Regions from separate parts of the Gasterosteus aculeatus genome. Here region 2 is linked to region 1. A link is a contact called in public Hi-C data. All regions are on one chromosome and are shown on one strand. The core of a region is the stretch at or near the end of the contact, and the rest is flanking DNA. Distances in the headings are between cores, read along the strand shown.

Evidence for each region. Hi-C and Micro-C count contacts between places; a contact is called where the count stands out from the background.
Region 2: a Hi-C map of skeletal muscle shows a contact between it and region 1, with 2.7 times the contacts expected there. The contact joins two enhancer-like sites. A contact is called at or near these places in 2 of 6 Hi-C or Micro-C datasets (skeletal muscle and tail fin).

Annotation. Positions count from the first base shown.
Region 1 is chr8:2,443,582-2,448,477 of fGasAcu3.hap1.1, reverse strand. kdm4aa (lysine (K)-specific demethylase 4A, genome duplicate a) reads right to left here. Exons shown (of 22, transcript XM_040183505.2): 22 at 4,733-4,896. Among protein-coding and RNA genes, the nearest start is that of kdm4aa, 18 kb to the right of the region's middle. Within about 2 kb of position 1,832, at least 7 of the 9 cell types and tissues checked have open chromatin away from gene starts, as enhancers often do.
Region 2 is chr8:2,600,644-2,606,010 of fGasAcu3.hap1.1, reverse strand. It overlaps LOC120823689 (epidermal growth factor receptor substrate 15-like 1), which reads left to right. Exons shown (of 26, transcript XM_078107994.1): 2 at 563-604; 3 at 687-776; 4 at 1,481-1,528; 5 at 1,806-1,901; 6 at 2,000-2,068; 7 at 2,471-2,596; 8 at 2,787-2,846; 9 at 2,963-3,205; 10 at 3,422-3,579; 11 at 4,360-4,516; 12 at 4,792-4,854. Among protein-coding and RNA genes, the nearest start is that of LOC120823689, 3.0 kb to the left of the region's middle. Within about 2 kb of position 3,175, at least 1 of the 9 cell types and tissues checked has open chromatin away from gene starts, as enhancers often do.

The DNA of each region.
Region 1 (4,896 bases), core at 583-3,082:
TACTGTTGGGGGTCTCGCCTCGGGCCACATTACAGCTCCCCATCACAAGTGATCCCGTGGTAATAGCAGGCCTCACCAGAAGCCAACGGCAGCACCCCTCGGATGATGTCTCCATTGATCCGGTGCTATTTTGAGAAAGCCGCAGTCCCCCCCCGTCCCACCCCGTCCCACCCCGTCCCACCCCGTCCCACTCGTCTCCGTCTTTACAAGGTGCCATTAGTTGAGGTCGGGCCTGTGAGGTGACTGTGGCCCGGGCTGGAAGTGGATCCGGGGCATCATTAAGATCAAAATGCCTGGGGTTAATTGAAGGCCGTTGCTCCTGGTTTGGGTTTCACAATGAGCCACTGCAGGGCTGGTGAGGATTTGTGGTTCGACTCTCAGCAACCAATTCTCCGGAGTTTATTTTTAAACCTATGCCAAACCAACAGCAAGACAATTGCTACTATCTTTTTCCCCTCAGAGAAATCTGCTCACCAAATGGTGTCACCCCCCCTCACAGCAGGGCAGCAGATAAAACCTGATTTTTTCAGGTTCCACTTTGTCATCTCTGCACATCAGGTTTGTTAAAACAGTACTAAATTAGGTGGAGGGGAAGACCTGAGTTCTTTTAAGGTCTACTTAGTTCTGGAAGATCTAGAGGGAGGGCTCATTTACCGATCCTAAGAGACTGATGTTCTGTCTGACGTCAACATGGGAAACCACTCACACATTTCGATCAACAGTAGAAAAAAATGCCTTTATCATCATTTTTTCCCCCGACTCTAGTTCTGCCAGGGGACACGTACTGTTCAGTTGCATAAGAAACACAACACTTATTTTTGCATGTTTGAGTTGAAGTTATTATTATATGGTTCTTATAAGATCGGAGACCATCCATGATACAGGGTACAGTGATATTAGGCCTTGGTCCCTTTAACTTCCCGCTCTTCCCTTTGGTAGAGCACATTTAAAGTTACTATATATTGTTGAAAAATGTGCTGTACTCTCACTTAACCCGTCTGAGTCATCTCTGCTGCTTGGTTCAGCTCTGATATTGTACAAAATATTATTTTGGATTGTTGTTATCTAAAAAAGCTACATGAGGACTTACCATCCAAACCAGGAAAAGCTGTTTTGATGTTACAGAGAGATAATACGTTTGAGTGGTCGTGGTGCTAGTTGTTCTTGTGGTTTGTCACATACTTGTGTGTGGTTTAACTGTCTTGTTTTACCAGTCCGCTATATTTGATTGTACGGCAGCTGGGTCTACTTTTTTGCATTGGTGTGAATGCATATGAATTTGTTTGGATACGTTCAGGAAGTTGTGTAGCAGAGTGACATTATGGAACATCAGACACAACCCGAGACAAGAGTTTACAATGGACTCGATCCCTCAGAAAGCTCAGGATGTGGTGTTGCATCCCACAGTCTGTTCCCCAGCAGATCCTTCCGTCTTTTGATTCAGGGGGGAAGAGTTTTTTTGTTTAGACGGCCTGGAGCAGAGAGAGCGCTGGACCTGCAGCAGCTATTTAGAGCTGGTCAGCAGTTGGTAATCTCATGTCATTACGCTTCATTCTGTTGACTCTCTACAGCTGATAAAGCTCATCAATGGATCTAACAAAATTGACTAGTAATCTGAAACTTTCTGGTTTATAAAAGGACAACCAGGGAGCCTAGCTGTTATTTAATGTAATTTTGATTTAATTAAAGTTGATCATTACTGTTCTTCTGGATTGTCTTGCTTCCATCAGGGTTCATTACATGTTCTAGAACAACAGAGTAACAGTGACGGTTTATATTGCCCCACTACCATTGTCTCCATTCCTTTGACAACAGTGCATCCCCATGGCATCATCTGTCATGGCGCATGCACATTCACACAAATACAAGAGAGACACCTGCAGCACAACAGAGGAACTGAGAGCTCTGTACATTTCAATTCAGCCTCATGAACTCATCCGTGTTGACTAAGTGGTGTAAGAAACACTCTATTTCTTACCTGGAAGCCAGAGATGGAGCACGGGATCCTAAACTTGACACATGTAAACCCTCCTTGTCCTTCTCACTGGGCCGGCCGAATTGGGCCATTATAAGATTCGCAACATGGCTCTTCACTTATCCAACTGACTTTACTGTTCCAACAGACAGAACCAATATCCAATAATGTTTCATTGTGTAATCACTGTTTTAATCACTGAGAGTGAGTAAAGCTGGAAGCCTTCATGGTCACTGACTGGTGACGGTGGGCTGGGTGGGCCCCCCAGTGGTGTGTCAGTAGTGTGTGTGGTGACGGTGACATAAAACCACCAGATGCATTTGTGCTCTGAACCACCTGAGTGGAAAGGAAGTTGTGTCGGTAGATGTGGATTATATTGCTCTAGCTCATGCATGTTCCGTCTCAAGAAGAAAGAACAAACATTTGTTTAATTTTAATAGTAAGAGACAAACAAATCAAGGAAAGATACTTGAGGACGTGGGATGATAGTCTTGATGGAGATATTTTGGCGCTTAAATGGCTACTGGGAGATCTGTGATCGAGGGGAGTCTGCCCTGAACCGCTGTAAGCAATACCCCCCATGGACTCCACTCGCTGGTGGCGGTGGCTGAAGACCCTGGTGATGCTGATAGGCTAAGACTGGTATATCTGTAAAGACTAGGCGATGTTGGTGAAGGCCAGTGGTGTGTGTGTAACATACAAAAGAGAATATTATTTAGAAGAAGACAATAGCAATGCAAAACGATATAGCTGTGCCCCGGAACTGCTTACAATTTAACTCCAACAAAACCTTAAGTCATATTAACCTAACATTGAAACTCAATATGTTTGTTTGCGCTTCCTGTAATGAAGGAGCTTGTCGATCCTTTATAGTTAGATGTGGACTTGATCTCAGGCCTTTTGCAGGCTGAAAGGATGAAATGTTCCATCAAAGAGGCGAGATGTGGCTGGAAGAATGCTTGTGACAAAATGGACATCAAGGGTTCCACGGTTGCTATGTTTTCAGGTGCGGTGACTCCCAGAGTAAATAATTTCAACCAAAACAAAGCCTCAGACGGTCCAGAAAGGCTTCTCCACCATTCAGTTTGACGGTTAATTGCCTCTACTAATGTCTTGTTATCAAACTCTTCCAGCGAGCCGGTCCACGGATCAAAACTCTGCCTTAAAGGAGATATTGATGCGCGTCTTATCCGCTCACAGATGCAGAGAAATAATACAACTAAAAGATCTTGTCACAATCCTCCAACACGGGGGTCGTCGTGGCGCAGGGGTTAGAGAAGGTGTGCTGGGAAGCACAAGGTTGGTGATTCGAGTCCTGGCTGCCCCATGTTCCATGTCGAAGTGTCCCTGAGCAAGACACCTAACCCCTAATTGCTCCCCGGGCAAAAATGTGAAAAAGCCATGGGTTTAAAGTGTAATGTAAGTCGCTTTGGATAAAAGCGTCTGCTAAATGACCTGTAATGTAATGTAACAAGAAACTGTTCCATGTGCCACCTCAGTCAACCTCCATCCAGCCAGAATCTTCAGTTGCTGCCTCCACCTGGAAATTGCGGTAGAAAGCTGCAACCACCACCTACAGCAACCTGCATTTGCCACTTTCACTTGCAAGTTGATAGCAGTCAACTGCTACTGAAATCTCCATCTACCACCTCCACATACAGCTCAGATTGCAGCCTTCTGCCAGATTTTGTAGCCCCTGCCTCCACCTGCACATTCTGGTAGACCGGTGTAATCCAACTTGAGCAACATGAAACCCCCCGCCTCCACCTAAAGATGAAGAAACTGCCATCTGCTTCCAGCTCCTGATAGAAAGCTGCTACCACAACCTCTACCTACTCCATCTGCAGGTTAATAGCAGACAGCAGTAACTTAACAACATCCAGGTGATGCCTTCAGCCGCAGGTTGACTGCAGACAGCTATAACCCAAATCCCCATCTACAGCCTTTGCTTGCCACCTCCATCAACCTCTACATTACAGGTCGTTTAGCCCTCTCTACCCCTACGCCACAACAACCCCTCTAACAGTAACCTGCAGTTTATGCCTCCAGCTGCAGGTTGCTACTAGACATCTCCAACCTAAATCTCCACCTATGGTTTCCACCACCAACCTGAAGATACTGCCTCTATCGAAGGTTGAGGTTGGATTCTTCTGCGGGGATCTGTGGCCTCCCCATTCTGGTAGAAATTTAAAACCTTAACCTACATCTTCCCCCAGCAACCTGCAGTTGATGCCTCCACTTACAGTTTGCTGTTAGACACCAGTAACCCACCAACCCTCAGTTGCTGCCTCCACCGGCTGGTTGTTGGCAGACACCTGTAACCCAAATCTCCATCTACAGCCTCTGCCAGAATTCTTAGTTGGCTCTAACAAAGACAAAACAGTGTTCCATCTACCACCTCAGACATCATGTCTGTTTAAAATGTAATTCCTTTATAATCACAACCTATCAGATGATTTGGAAATAAGATATCAGATTTTCATAAATGCATATGTAACTTTATTATTCACACATAACATAAGGAATGAAGTACGCATTTTCTTTTTTGTTCCATTGTCTGTTTTTTTTTGTTTTACAAAATCAGAAATGTTTTGACATTTGGCTATTGTTCTTTATTCTAATCAGACTATGTATTCTTCTGTCAGGGCCAAGGACGTGTTTTGTAGGTCACAATGACCACCAAATTCTAATAGCTTCACAACTGTCACTCTGTGGAATATTGTGGCAAAATCAAAAGAGTGAGACAGGAAAATAGCATTGGAAGAAAACATTTCTTTACTGAAACAAACAAATTCATTTTACAAATTCCTTCAGTTAATTCTTCTCAGGAGGAGCCAACAATAACAAACATCTCCTGGGGCAACACGAATCCTCTTAAAATAGACTACATGACATTCACACTTGATAGGTTTATGTGAAAG
Region 2 (5,367 bases), core at 1,926-4,425, 160 kb before region 1:
GCTGTGCAACGTTACATGCGGCGTAACACGCAATTATTAAGTATGCATTCAAACGTAACGAGCACCGTGTGCCCCGTACACACGCCGGGAGACACGCTGTCACGTGCGCGCATATTTATTTTTTTAAAAAGCACTAGAAGTTTGATCTGGCAACGGCTGAGCTAGCTTAGCCTAGCCTTGATGCCCAGCAGTGGGAGGATGGAGATAAACACGCTCATGAGCTCCTTACATGCAGGCTATGCAGAGGGCTAACCCGGGCTAACCCGGGCTTAGCCTGCATTAGTGCCTCGGTGCTCGCTAGTCTCCGTGTTAACGTCCAGGCTCAAGGCGTCGCTCGGTAGCGGTTCTTGTCGTCTGTGGTGTCGCCGCAGTCACCAGTTGGGTCGTGATGTCTTCTCGTGAGTTCTTCTTTCAGCACACCCGACATTAGCGTCAAATACATATTTGAATAAGAACTCCAACGTAAGGTTCAGCCATCTAGACGTTTGAATCAGTGCAATTCACACGGTTTATTCGAGAAGGTTTTGGTTTACAGCGCAATGACTTTCTCTCCTCTCCACAGCTGTCGAGTGGGAACCCCGTATATGAGAGCTATTACAGACAGGTTCGTTCTCTATTGTTATTGTTCGGTGCGACGTGGAAGCATGAAAACATTCTAATAAGCTCAAACATGTGCGTTTTTCCAGGTGGACCCGGGGAACACCGGCAGGGTGGGCCCGACGGAAGCCGCCTTGTTCCTAAAGAAGTCCGGACTCCCTGACGTCACGTTGGGGAAGGTCGGTAACTTAGTGGCTCAAGTCCCACGCTTTTATCTCTCTACTTAATGATTACGTCACAGACAGCGCGAGAGGTGCGCTTGTTTCGTACAGCAGTTTGTGGATCTCCACCTCGCCTGTGTGCCGGTCTGCTTTAAACTGCTCTGTATTGGATGATCAATGGGCCAATTTCTTCTCCTCCTGCTGACCCGTAAAGAGGGCCGCCTTCTGCGTCCCGTCTGTGTGGGCCCCTCCAGGTTCTCCGTCCTCCTCCCACAGTCCACAGACCTAAGCTCCTGTGGTTGTCAGTGTTGTTGGTGTAGAGGTCCTCCTCCAGCCTCTCCTCCTTGATGCCAGTTGACAAGTCTGTCCTGAATGCTCCTTTGTCCCCTGACCTAAATGCAGCGTTTTGTTAGTGTCCGGATCGCCTCCTCAACCTTCATTTATTCAAGCTTTCTGACTGCTGATGAATGTTCCCCAAGTCGAAATGGGGTTCTCTTGGGTGGCGTCGTAACCGATGGGTCCGAAGCAGCTGTAGCTTCATCACCTCCACACTTCATGAAACCTCCCCTGAGTTCACTAACTTAATGGGAAACGAAAGGGGGCAGTTTGATAGAAAAACACTCAATGATTTTTCAACCTACTTAGCAAGTAAGACTCAATAAACACAGGATCCCTTCGTTAGGTCTCATTCAGTCTTTAATGCTCTGTGTTTGTGTTTTCAGATTTGGGATTTGGCCGATCCTGATGGCAAAGGCTATCTGGACAAACAGGTAGGGACGTCTTAAATGTACTCTGTGTACTTCTATAAGAGAAGAGAAACCGACTGGATGCAATTATGCAGAAGGACTTGATGACAACATCATCTCATCAAGTTGATCTTATAAAATAACCCCAGTTGGAATTATGTTCAAATAGAAACAAGGGAACAGCAGACAGGAAACTCTTCAGATTATATATATATTTTCTTCAGTAGCTGTATTAATGTGTCATGCCTTTTAGCAGCGGCTCAGAGCGACTTGAAGGCCTGTGCTGTGTTTTCTCTCTCAGGGCTTTCACGTAGCTCTGCGGCTGGTGGCTTGTGCCCAGAGCGGTCAGGAAGTCAGTCTGTCCAGCCTCAACCTCACAATCCCTCCTCCCAAGTTTGTGAGTATGATGTTATCATGACGGCTAAAAGCCATTTAACGTTTTAGTTTCTATAGTTCTATATTCATGTTCCCTATTTATGGTTCCTCTGATTTCAGAAGGACAGCAGCAGTCCATCTCTAAGCAGCACAGCATCCGCCTCCGGCGATTTACACTGGGCTGTTAGGGTGTGTTGAGACACACACACACACACACACACACACACACACACACAGTCATTAGAGTCATTGACTCATAGAAGACAAAGGAGAACTAAATTGCATTTCCTAAGCTCTGTTTATTTTTGCGAGTCCGAAAGACCATTTTACAACAAATTATATTTATTATTAATTAAAGTACGAATACGTGTACCGTTTTCTGAAGTTTGTTGTTTACACTGTAAAATGTCCCGCTTGCCACATGAACTGTTTTTAATTGAACCATTATAGTACCTCGTATTCAATGTGGAGGAAACCAATCATTGTGTGCGTTCGCTTGAGCTCTTCCGTCAGGTCCAAAGAACGGCTCAGTCAGTCTAACGATGTTTGAATCCGTCTTTCTACACAACTCCCGCGTGTTCTCCTTTGCAGCACGAGGAGAAGAGTAAATTTGATGGGATCTTTGAGAGTTTGGCTCCAGTCAATGGCCTGCTGTCGGGGGAGAAGGTGAAACCAGTGCTCATCAACTCCAAGCTACCCCTGGATATCCTCGGGAAGGTGTGGACTAGCTTTTGTTTTAAGGTTTTGAATTAGGCTAGTTGGTTCCTCGACTAAAGATCAAACTATTCGAGCCAGAATGAGATGTGTCCTGCAGGTGAAGCGGTTTTGTGGTAACGACACCGACAATCTGTGATTGTCCCGCCTCTTCATTTCTCTGCCTGGCCTTGTGTGTGTTACTTGCTGCCAGGTTTGGGACCTGAGTGACATTGATAAAGATGGCCACCTGGACAGGGACGAGTTCGCAGTGGTGAGCTCCTTCTTCTTCCTAGTCCCCCCGTTATGATTCCCCATGGCCTGAGAATATACAACGTGTTCACACCTGGAGCAGTGAGTGTGCATTGACGGCAGCGTGCGCTTCCCCAGGCCATGCACCTGGTGTACCGGGCCCTGGAGAAGGAGCCCGTCCCCGCGCTCCTGCCCTCTGCCCTCATCCCTCTATCTAAGAGGAAGAAGAGTCTGGGCTCGGTGGCCGGCTCAATGCCTGGGCTCCCTGCAAGCCCCCCACCCCCGAAAGACTCGCTACGCTCCACACCCTCCCACGGCAGCATGAACTCCCTCAACAGCACCGGCAGCCTGTCGCCCAAACACTCCCTCAAGTCTGGACAGGTGATTACTGACACGCCCACATCAGTAAAAACACAAACTGCGCTCATGCACTCATGTGTTTTTGAACCTTTGATCTGACACATTGAAATACCACTGAGGTTTATGACTCTGAGCTGTGACAACGATCTCCGGTGAAGAACCATCTGACCGGTAACGGATCTCTGTAGAACTAACCTTTTATCAAGAGAGAAATGCATCCCTCCGTCTCTGTCTCAGCATTCGTTGAACTGGGTGGTCCCAGTGTCGGACCGCGGGCGCTATGACGATATCTTCCTGAAGACCGACGCTGATCTGGACGGTTTTGTCAGCGGGAATGAAGTGAAGGATATCTTCATGCATTCTGGACTGTCTCAGAATGCCCTGGCCCACATATGGTAAGCTCACCCATGTTCCATTCCTGACCGTTACGCAAGTGGCCATGTGTTCTCGCCGGTTAAGGGGGTTTTCACAACCTGGCAACCCGACAGTTTGCTCAAAATGGGTCATTAAACTCTATTAAATAAATAACCATTGATAGTTTGGAAAGTGGTACCATTAGAATCAAGGCTGTCAGAAATGCTTCACAAAGGAAAAGCCATTTACTGTTGGAAATCAATCCCCTGTGCTAAAATGTTCAATCCTCAACAGGTCCAAGTTCAAATCTAACACCCTCTCAGTTTATGAACCATGTCGCACTACGTGAGCACAGCTATCGGCTTTCCAAGTGCTTCGTGCAAATGTGTCTGCTGACCAGCTGCGCTGGTTCAGATGACCGAGGCCCGGCCGTCCTACGTGAAAATCTTCAAATCTTCAGTGCTTTCAGCTGTTTTCTTGCGTACAGCCTGTCTTTGTAGCTCCGGAGAACTGTGGATCTGGTGTTCTGATCATTAACAGATGTTTTTAGGAAACAGATTACTGGGAGCAAATTGAGGAAATACAGCAGGACGTCAGACCAATAAATGTGCCTTTGGTGACTATGAATAAGCAAGCAAGTGAATTGGGTTTGATTTGCTTCCAAATCATAATATATTTATTCAAAGTAAGCAAGAGTTTTGGTAAACTTGTTTGTTTTATTTGATTCCTTGCTAATGCTTTCTTGAGGTGACCTTTTTGTTGGTCCAGCTGTGCTTGTGTAATGGGTTGACCCATGTGTGTGCCCCCCCCCCCCCCTGCAGGGCTCTGGCAGACACCAGGCAGATCGGCAAGCTGACCCGGGAGCAGTTTGCCCTCGCCATGTATCTCATCCAGCAGAAAGTCAGCAAAGGCGTCGACCCCCCACAGGCCCTGACCGCCGACATGATCCCCCCCTCAGAGAGAGGCACTCCTGTACCTGTGGGTCCCGTGCACACACCCCGTGCATCGCCACTGCTGCTTTTTATCGCCTTTTTTATTATATTTGTCCCATATTTTGCTCCACAACTTGTGCACCCCTCGAACGTCAAACCACAAAATACAAAATTGGTCGACGCACACACGCAAGGGGCTCTTGCGTGTTCGTGTCCCTGCGTTTCTCTGAAAACGCATAACCACAAACTAGGCTTTAGCTACACGTCACATACAACATGCACATCATTGTTGTCTCTGAGGTCATTTCTCCATGTCTGCAGACTCTGTCAGGATACATGACCCCAGTGGGATCTGAGATGGCGGCTCTGTCTGAGATGAGAAGGGTGAGTCCATACGTCCCTTCTCCTCCTCACACTTCTGCTGCTCTTGGCATATTATCTTGAAATTATACCAATTTCCAGATATGCAAAAGACCTACCAGCGGGGTTTAAAATGTGAATGTAAAGCTGGAGGAGCGGTGAATCCATATACTGTGCGTTGTAAATGTGTTTGCCCGCTTGGTGTTTTTCTAGTTTCATTCTTAAATTCAAAGTAATCTACCGGTATATAGGATTTAAGTGCAGTTTTTATTAGTTTAATATGGGAAGAATTTCTTCAATATTTACTTTTGAGCAGTTGCCTCACATTAAATCCAAATAAATATCCATTTAGATTCTGCTTTGTAGTTGAACACAATGGGAATAACCCCAAAGGGGAGCCTGTATAGAAGATATGTAGGGTTAACTCCTGTTTGCTGCTGTCGATGTGTCTAACGGCCCTCTTCCTCCTCTCTCAGGCCATAATGTTGAAGTTGTGGGTAGGTAACATGGACCTGCAGGGTAGTAAACGGAATGCTG